3 separate regions of the Mus musculus genome follow, and all the other regions are linked to region 3. The links are chromatin contacts, called in public Hi-C and promoter capture Hi-C maps. All regions are on one chromosome and are shown on one strand. The core of a region is the stretch at or near the end of the contact, and the rest is flanking DNA. Distances in the headings are between cores, read along the strand shown. Region 1 holds the start of Snta1 (syntrophin, acidic 1). Region 2 holds the start of Bpifa2 (BPI fold containing family A, member 2). Region 3 holds the start of Bpifb5 (BPI fold containing family B, member 5).

Region 1 (2,700 bases), core at 162-2,661, 180 kb after region 3:
CTCCTGGCCTCTTTTTCTCTCACACATGCCGGCAAGCCCTGCTCTCAGAAACATCCTCATTGTAAAGTTACCAAAACAGACTCAGAAATGGGAAGTGACTTGTGGAAGTTCACAGTTCTAGAACTCCAATGGCAGCCTAAATGAGTTAGGGAAGGAGTCAGTCGGTAAAGTGCTTGCTTGGCATCTATAAAGCTCTAGGCTTGATCCCCAGCACAACATAAACCTATTTTAGCAGCAGAGCCCAGTAATCCCAACACTCTGGAGGTGGAAATAGGAAGATTATATTCAGTGTTCTCCTCTGCTACATAGTGACCATGTGTCTAGCCTGGCATACATGAGATTGAGATCATGCCAAACACTTGTCAGTCTTGGAAACTAAGAATTCTCAGGAAGGAATGGCAACTCTGGGTTCACTCTCTCCATGTACCTGTTCATGTACAAATGGGCAGATGAGGAGACTCAACCCTAGCCATCAGGACTCCCAGCATAGGCAAACAGCCTCTGAAGCCCAAGATGTCTAGGTCCTTACTGGCCCCTTCTCTGCTAATGCCTGTGCCTCCTACCCATCTCTGGCACCCACATTGGGCTCCCAGACTCCAGGCCTTTACCAGTCTGCCTAGGTTGTGTCTCATGACTTCCACCTCCTTCTTGTTCTAGCAGTGTCCCAGGCCTCAAGTCCCTTTCCTTTCACCGCCGCCCCCGCCCCTGTCAGTCTTCCCGGGGACCCTCCTGCCCTTGGTACCCATAGCTACCATTTTGCTTCAAAACAGAACTAAGCACCAATGTCCTTGGTGCGCCCCCCCATCCTTCCACACTTGTGTCTTCTGAGTCACCTGAACTCCCCAAGCCCCTTCCGACCTTGGTGCTCTTCCCTCACTCTGTTCCTTCCTCCCCCGGAGACTCCTTTCCGCCCTAGACAGGTTTTCGTTTACCAGCCCCCATGACCCCTGAGCGCTCCGCAGCAGCACAGACAACACGACCCCGTGCCCTGGGTGCCCCACACCTACCCTTGATGCTGATGCCCAGCCCGCCGGCGTCGGCCTTGCGCACCGTCACGCGGCGCCGCTGGAGCAGCAGCGCTTCTGGCAGCTGTGGGGGCGCCGCGCCGGGCTCAGCGGCGCCGTTGAGCTGCGCGGGCTCCGGCTCCGGGCCGGGCTCGCCGTCGGCGGGACTCACGGTCAGCGCGTCCTCCGCCAGAGAGAGCAACACCCGCTGCCACCGCTCGCCACCCGCCCCGGAGCCCGCCCCGCAGCGCAGTTCCAGCAACCCGGTGCGCGGAGCGCGCCTGCCTGACGCCATCTTCGCCTCGAAGTCCCAGTACACTGCGCTCGCCCGGTCCCGCCGTACCCGGCCCGCTCCGACCCAGCGCCCAGGGCAGAGGGCGGCGGGGCAGCAGAGCCAGTCGCCACCCTACCCCGGCCTCGGGGGCGGAGCTTCGGAGGACAGGCTGTCGGGGGCGGGGCTAACGGGGGCGGGGCCCCGGGAGTGACTGAAGAGACGCTACCCGGTAAACTAAAGATGTGCAGCGGGATCACTTGGGAGTGGGTCAGAACCGCGTTCCCTCACGGCCACAGTTAGAGGAGGTTGAGGGTGGGGCGCTCTGCGGAACATAAAGGGGCCGGATTCTATGGATGGGGCAACACAAGGATCCAGTTCTGTGCGCCGTCGAGGATTGGACCGTAGCTCGTGGAAGCTGAAGGACAAGAAAAAGAATCAAGGATCCTGGGGTAGGGCTGCCTGTGTCAGGACCATAGGCTCCAGGGACTTTGCAGACAGAGTTAACTGGCAAACGAGCTAAGGAAGATGGTTTCTCACGTTTTGTGAGCCATGGGGAGAGGGTACCAGTAACAGTCTGTGGGCCTGACTCAGCTTAAGGGTGCAGCCTCTAAAGAGGTAAGCCTACCCACCCACCAGGAGGAGAAATGCCACTCCTTTGAGGGTTTGGTCCCATCACTTGAAGGTAGAGGCTGAAGGGTCTGCAAGTTTGAGTCCAGTCTAGGCTACATGAGACCCTGCCTTTAAAAAATAAAAATAAAAGTGAAAAGACATAAAGAGATAGAAGGCTCAGCGGTTAAGAGCATGGGCTGAAAAAAAAAAAAAAAAAAAAAAAAGCCGGGCGTGGTGGTACACGCCTTTAATCCCAGCACTTGGGAGGCAGAGGCAGGCGGATTTCTGAGTTTGAGGCCAGCCTGGTCTACAGAGTGAGTTTCGGGACAGCCAGGGCTACACAGAGAAACCCTGTCTCAAAAAACCAGAAGAGAGAGAGAGAAAGAGAGAGAGAGCATGGGCTGCTCTTACAGTGGAGCAGAGTAAAATTCACAGCATGCACATTGGGCAGCTCACAACCACTTGTAACTCCAGCTCCATGGAGATCTGACACCACTAGTTTCCTTGGGAACCTGTATTCACATTGCAAACAAGTACACCCATGCACACAAAAATAGTGAAAATAAATAAAATGACATATGATTTTATATATATATATATATATATATATATATATATATATATATGCAATACATGTATGTCACTTATTCTGTGTTTGCATGACACATGAGCTGGCTGATCTATGCTATCATTTGTGCCTTGGGTAAACCCTGCATAACTGAGACACATGAGTACTAAAAGCAGACCTCTCTTCTAACCTGGGTCTTTCTGGCTTCCAGGCTCACATCCCTCCTACTCCCTTGCCCTGCATGC
Region 2 (2,700 bases), core at 51-2,550, 220 kb before region 3:
TGTGTGTGTGTTGTTCGTGTGTGAGTGCAGGTGCACATATGATAGCGTACACGTTGAGGTCAGAGGATAACTATCAGGCGTTGTCCCCTCCTACTTTTCCTCGGACTCTGGAGAACAAACATGGGTCCTTATTCCAGGGGAGCAAGTGCCTGTTGGCTGACACATCTTGCTCACATACATTTTACCTAGACAATGGAGCCTCCATCAGAGTATTACTTTAGCTCCTCACCGATGGCAATGCACCACCTCTCTACCCACATAGGAGTTGGGTCTCCACACACCCCCACACCCCCTTCACCAAAACGTTTTCAGTTACTTTATCTGGTAAAGTTCATCAGAGAATGAAGCCAGTATTAAGAACATGGAATCATTTGGGAACCTGGATCTAGCAATACCCCACCCTAGATGGAGTTGCTGAGTTTTCACCTCAGATTATAATTCCCCCCTAGCTTCTATGGTTTATTCTGAAACCAGGGGAACTCGATTCCTCCCTTTGGACCACAGACATCCTGGCTTGTGAATTCACATGTCATCTACTGCTAATCCATTGGTAGTATGTGGCTCACAGAGACACACTACAGTCATGGCCAATGTCAAGGTAGGACAGATGTGAATCATTCCCCCAGTCCTGCTGTTTTCATGACTAACCCTCCTCAGCACAGTGACCATGAACCTACTTTTCCCCTCCTTTTATTTTTAGAATTGCTGGAATTTTCTATTTTGAGAAATAATAGCCTTGGGGCAGCATTAAACAAAATCATCTAGAAAGCTGGTTTAAAATACAGATGGTTGAGTCAGTGAAAGAGTGAGGAATGTCATTATTGGCCCCTCACAGAGGCTGGCTCACTCCAGCAGAGGTGGTTGAAGCTCTTGGACACGGGTCAGGTGCATAGGAAGGGTGGTCTGGGACACCTGAGAACCACAATTGAACAAACAGAAGCTGCTGGCTTTTTTTTTTTTAAATGAGTTCTCAAAAAATGACTGGGCTAGCTTAGGCAAATACTTCGAGCCAACCCAACAGAACATTCTTCCATTGATTCATTCTGGATCTTCTTTCTAGACAATACTGAACTGACCCCTTGTTGGCAGTCTCAAGTTTGACAACATAGGGCTTTGAACTTGGCACAAGGTCCATCACTGTCACCCAAGCATCCTGGGTGACCTTTGGGTTGGAATATCTTGGCTAACCTTAGATATTTTCTTTGGAGTATCTTTAGAACATCCAGGAAATAGGGCTTGATTCTCATCCTGGGACCACAATATAAGTCACCCTAGAATCCCAGGAGATCGTGCAGAGAAACAAGGATCTCTCTCGTGTGCATCCTTCTTCAAAGCAGTGAGTAGTGACTCCACTAAACTGAGTTCCCATCTGAGAGTCCACAGGAGGCTTTGGGGCAAGAAGCAGAGGGAAGGCACTGTTTGTGTTGGTAAAGTTTTGACTCTAACAAATTTGAAGACATAGATGACATTGTGTCAGACTAACAACAACCTAGACTCATGTGGGTTCTGTTTAGGGATCAGATTTTATTCATCAATGACTTGTCTTAGTGTATAGAGAAAGGCTTCCTACTGGAGTGTAGGCTCAATAATGACAGAAGAGATAGCTATTTCCCCTAGGGACTGTGCTGCTCCAAGTTTGGTGGAGAAAGGCAGTGGGGAACCTAGATGTGCTCTCTGGGGAGGGGGTCTGAAGCTGGCTTCATAGAAGGTGTGAAGTTTTGCTGAAACATCTAAACAGAATTATAGCTTAGGAAAGTGAGCAGGCAAGGCAGGGAATGTGTTGCATATGTATATGTACATGAATATATTATGTTATAGATACACACACATTTGAACCTCATTTGCAGATGACAGAAAATAGGTTATTTTGCCTCTCTTAACTGCTAAGCACAATGACTTCCAGTTCCATCCATTTCCTGAAATGCCACAATTTCATTTTTCATTGTGGCTGAATAAAATTCCATTGCAGACTGGGCCCTACTTCATCCACTCCTGAGGGCAGGCATATCCCCTGGCTCCATTTCTTACCTATTGTGAAGAGAAGTGCAACTGTCTTGTTGAAAGGCAAGCGTGAGAGAGGCAGGCACTAATTGTGGGTTTTTGTTTCTTCTTCCTGCTATGACTCTCCATTTGTCAGAACCAAAGATGTTCCAACTTGGGAGCCTTGTTGTCTTGTGTGGCCTGCTCATTGGGAACTCAGAGTCACTTCTTGGTGAACTTGGCAGCGCTGTGAATAATTTGAAAATTCTGAATCCTCCCTCTGAAGGTGAGTTAATATAGGTTCCTTCAGCTATCTGGTCCCAGGAGAAACTCTAATAAGTATCATGCCTGCAATTGCAGAGGCTGCTGGGAGAGGGTGGTGTTGTCTTTTGTGGGTGGTACACTGAGAAATGTGCTGCTATTCAACTCCTGCGTTGCCCCTATCTGTTTAGAAAAAAAAAAAAAAACAGTGCTGGGATGTTACCCTAAGAGACTTGCCAATATATATTGGCACAGGATAAATTCTTAAAAGTGAGATTCCAAAAATTTAAAAGGTTTGCATTTTAAATTATAGTAGCTGTTGACAAGAAGTCCCCTATCCCAGTGCATGGATCCAGCTGTGTAGACACTTTTCCTAACCTTAGGAGGCTCAGGTTCCTCATCTATACAAAGGAGACTGGCAATCCTGTCCTGACTGGGTTGTTGCAGGGACTGATGACA
Region 3 (2,700 bases), core at 126-2,625:
CTGTCTCCTGGAACTCTGTCTTCCACCAGTTCTCAAGCCTGAGCATCCAGGTGAAAACTGGAACTCCTGAGGGAAGGATGGGAAAGGAAGGGGAGAGATGATGTAATGATATTATAATCTCAAAAGAAAAAAAAAAGTTTAAAACAAAAAAGAAAAGGAAATTGGCGCTAACACCTGCCCTGCTTGCACCCTGAGTTGAAAGGAGAAAATTCTGTTGAAAATCCCACGACAACTGGGGACAGCTGTTGGTGGCTGCACCACCCGATAATGAAGGAGCCATGCTCACATAGTCAGGGGCATGCAGGAGCAAGGGGTGCTGGGTTCCCACAAGACAGGGACTCCATAAAGGTAGGTGGCAGGCTGCTCTGTCATGGAACTGCTGTGGCAGAACCAGCCAATCTCTGGGTCCTTTCTGGGCCCCAGCATCAAACCCCAGCTTCCTCTGGCATCCTCTGGCATCCTCTGATATGCTACCCAGCCCTGATGGAGGTGCTTACTCCTTTGTGTCTCGGCTCCCTTATGTATAGAACGCGCATGATCATAACGGCTTACTAAGCCTTCCTGTGCACCAGGCCTGTGCTTACTACTCCACAGTTGCTGCCCCGCTGACCTTCACCATCTCCCCAAAACCACGGTAGGTTTATCGTATTCCCAGTGAGGCTTAGAAGGAAACGAACTCGGCTTGTTCTCCATTCCTCAGCTCTTTTAGGACCTGTCTGCAACTTTGGTGACCACATCTGAGTAGAAATGATTTAAGAGCCTAGGTGACATACACAGGAAGGACATGGGAACAGCAGGAACAAGGTGGACATTACCAGCTTCATCAGGCGCCTCACCAGCTCACACATGCACACACACACACACACACACACACACACACACACACACACACACACACACCCTTACCACCTTGGGATCTATGCCAGTCACATCTTTAGCAGCCTCTGTACTCCACACAAGAGGTGGAGATATGCCAAAGGAAAAGGGCCCAAGCCCAGCCCACTTCCTCCTTGGGGTCCAATTGCCACATTCTGAGCTTGTTTTCCTCCCACCCCTGCCTCAGTAACAGGCTCTATCCGTTTTGGCCAAAAGCCCCTGGCTGCAAAGTGCCAAGAGAAGTGAAATCTCCCGCTGAAGAATTGAGCATGCCAAGCTCTGGCCTGGGGCCTTGGCTTCCCACCATGTGCCCACCCTTCACTTCAGAGCTTGGTGTATACGAGTAGTCCTTTAAGAAAGCTGGTGTCACAGGCCTGAGAGAGCTGGATCCATAAGGGAGTCAGGCCCCGCCCCGCGCAGGAATGTCAGAACATCAAAGGATGGGGGCGGGGCACAGAGTGGGGTCACGGGGCTGCGGGCCCCTCGAGAGGACTTAAGCTCTCACTCCCCTGGCCAGCCGGGGCGCAGGCTCTGAAGCAGGGATGCTGCTGCTGTGGGCACTGCTGTTATGCTGGGGGGTGCTGCCCCAAGCCCGAGGGGCAACCCACACTCATCTCTTCCTGCGGATCAACAATAGCCAGCTGGAAACAGGTGAATCTCAAGGAATGAGCTTGAAGAAGCATGACTTTGGAGAAGGCAGAGCAGTGGACAAGAGCTCTGGGCTTCTTCCCCTCTGGTGTCCATTTACCAGCTGCCCACAGCTGCCCTTGCCCCTCCTCTGCTCTCACACTTGCTTTGCCTCCCTCTTGCCATGAGCAGTCCTCACCCTGTCATTCAAACCCTCCAGTGTCTCCCTTGCCTCCTCTGCCCACCACGTAGAGGTCACTAGAGGTCACGCTGCCTCTTTGGCTGGTGTGGGCCCATCCCCCTTTCTCTCCTTCTCAATGTAGAATGCTCTGACTGGGCTTGGCAGACAAAGTCCTTACCACCTCTCCTGCAGAAACATCCTCTGATCTCCCTGTAGCAGTCAGGTCTCTCCTGGCTCCCACTGCCCTCTGGTAAAACCTCTTCAATGGCCTTATCCAGACATACACCTGCTAACCTGTCTGCCTGCCTGCTGTTCTCCCTGCTGCTTGTCTGCGGGGCGCTTCTTGTCACAGCTTGGGGATCTGTGACCTTGGAGGCATTTGCATGGGCTGCTGCTCTCCCTAGACTTAGGTCTAGCTGAGTTCTTTCTCCTTCTTGGGGTGTCTGCCCTAAGCCTCCTCCTTACAGCAGACCCTCATGTCCAAAGCAGGCCCTCCACACCCCAGTCACACTTAGAGTCTAAGTGTTTCTCTGTAACACTTCTAAAACTTACTTTACTGACTGGTATGAGTTCTAGTTTGTCTTTCTCCCTGACTGCCATGTCAACTCCAGAGCAGCAGCAGGAGCCACGCTGTTCCTTAAGCCCAGCAGACTGACCTATGGGCTGAGCTAGGTGGCAAGGCAAGGCTGAGCCAGGACAATGACTTAAGCACAGGAGTTTGAAACCAGCCTGGGCGATACATTGCGATCTGAGCTCTGGTCTCCTCATAAGAACTTGTTGCTGAATGGCTGTCTTATCTTCTAGCTGGGTTCAGGTGCCAGTGGCTATTTGCTGAATGGCTGAATGGACCCTGAGGAGTTTTTTTTTTTTTTTTTTTTTGTCCCCAGACATCTCAAATCTATTATCAGAGAACCAGGTCCTGGAGGGTATGATCAGGATGGCTGTGACTGGATCCCCAAGTGAGGGTGTGTCTGTCATGGACTCCCTGCCCTTCGTCAGAGAGGAGCTCGTTGACA

What was found. Promoter capture Hi-C pulls out the DNA fragments that hold promoters and counts their contacts. Hi-C and Micro-C count contacts between places; a contact is called where the count stands out from the background.
Region 1: a Hi-C map of embryonic stem cells shows a contact between it and region 3, with 5 times the contacts expected there. The contact joins the promoter of Snta1 here to the promoter of Bpifb5 in region 3. A contact is called at or near these places in 1 of 39 promoter capture datasets (stem cell-derived epiblast-like cells), 2 of 484 Hi-C or Micro-C datasets (the HL-1 cell line and embryonic stem cells), 2 of 115 datasets of contacts at active chromatin or transcription factors (embryonic stem cells and forebrain) and 1 of 9 other capture datasets (liver).
Region 2: a contact with region 3 is called in a promoter capture Hi-C map of stem cell-derived epiblast-like cells, with 3 times the contacts expected there. The contact joins the promoter of Bpifa2 here to the promoter of Bpifb5 in region 3. A contact is called at or near these places in 2 of 39 promoter capture datasets (stem cell-derived epiblast-like cells and trophoblast stem cells) and 1 of 9 other capture datasets (liver).

The regions. Positions count from the first base shown.
Region 1 is chr2:154,406,673-154,409,372 of GRCm38.p6, forward strand. Snta1 (syntrophin, acidic 1) reads right to left here and starts at 1,412. Exons shown (of 8, transcript NM_009228.2): 1 at 1,008-1,412. The coding sequence starts at 1,299.
Region 2 is chr2:154,006,976-154,009,675 of GRCm38.p6, forward strand. Bpifa2 (BPI fold containing family A, member 2) reads left to right here and starts at 1,301. Exons shown (of 9, transcript NM_008953.2): 1 at 1,301-1,336; 2 at 2,138-2,266. The coding sequence starts at 2,146.
Region 3 is chr2:154,222,367-154,225,066 of GRCm38.p6, forward strand. It overlaps Bpifb5 (BPI fold containing family B, member 5), which reads left to right and starts at 1,376. Exons shown (of 15, transcript NM_144890.2): 1 at 1,376-1,527; 2 at 2,572-2,700. The coding sequence starts at 1,419. It also overlaps a transcript of Cdk5rap1 not described here.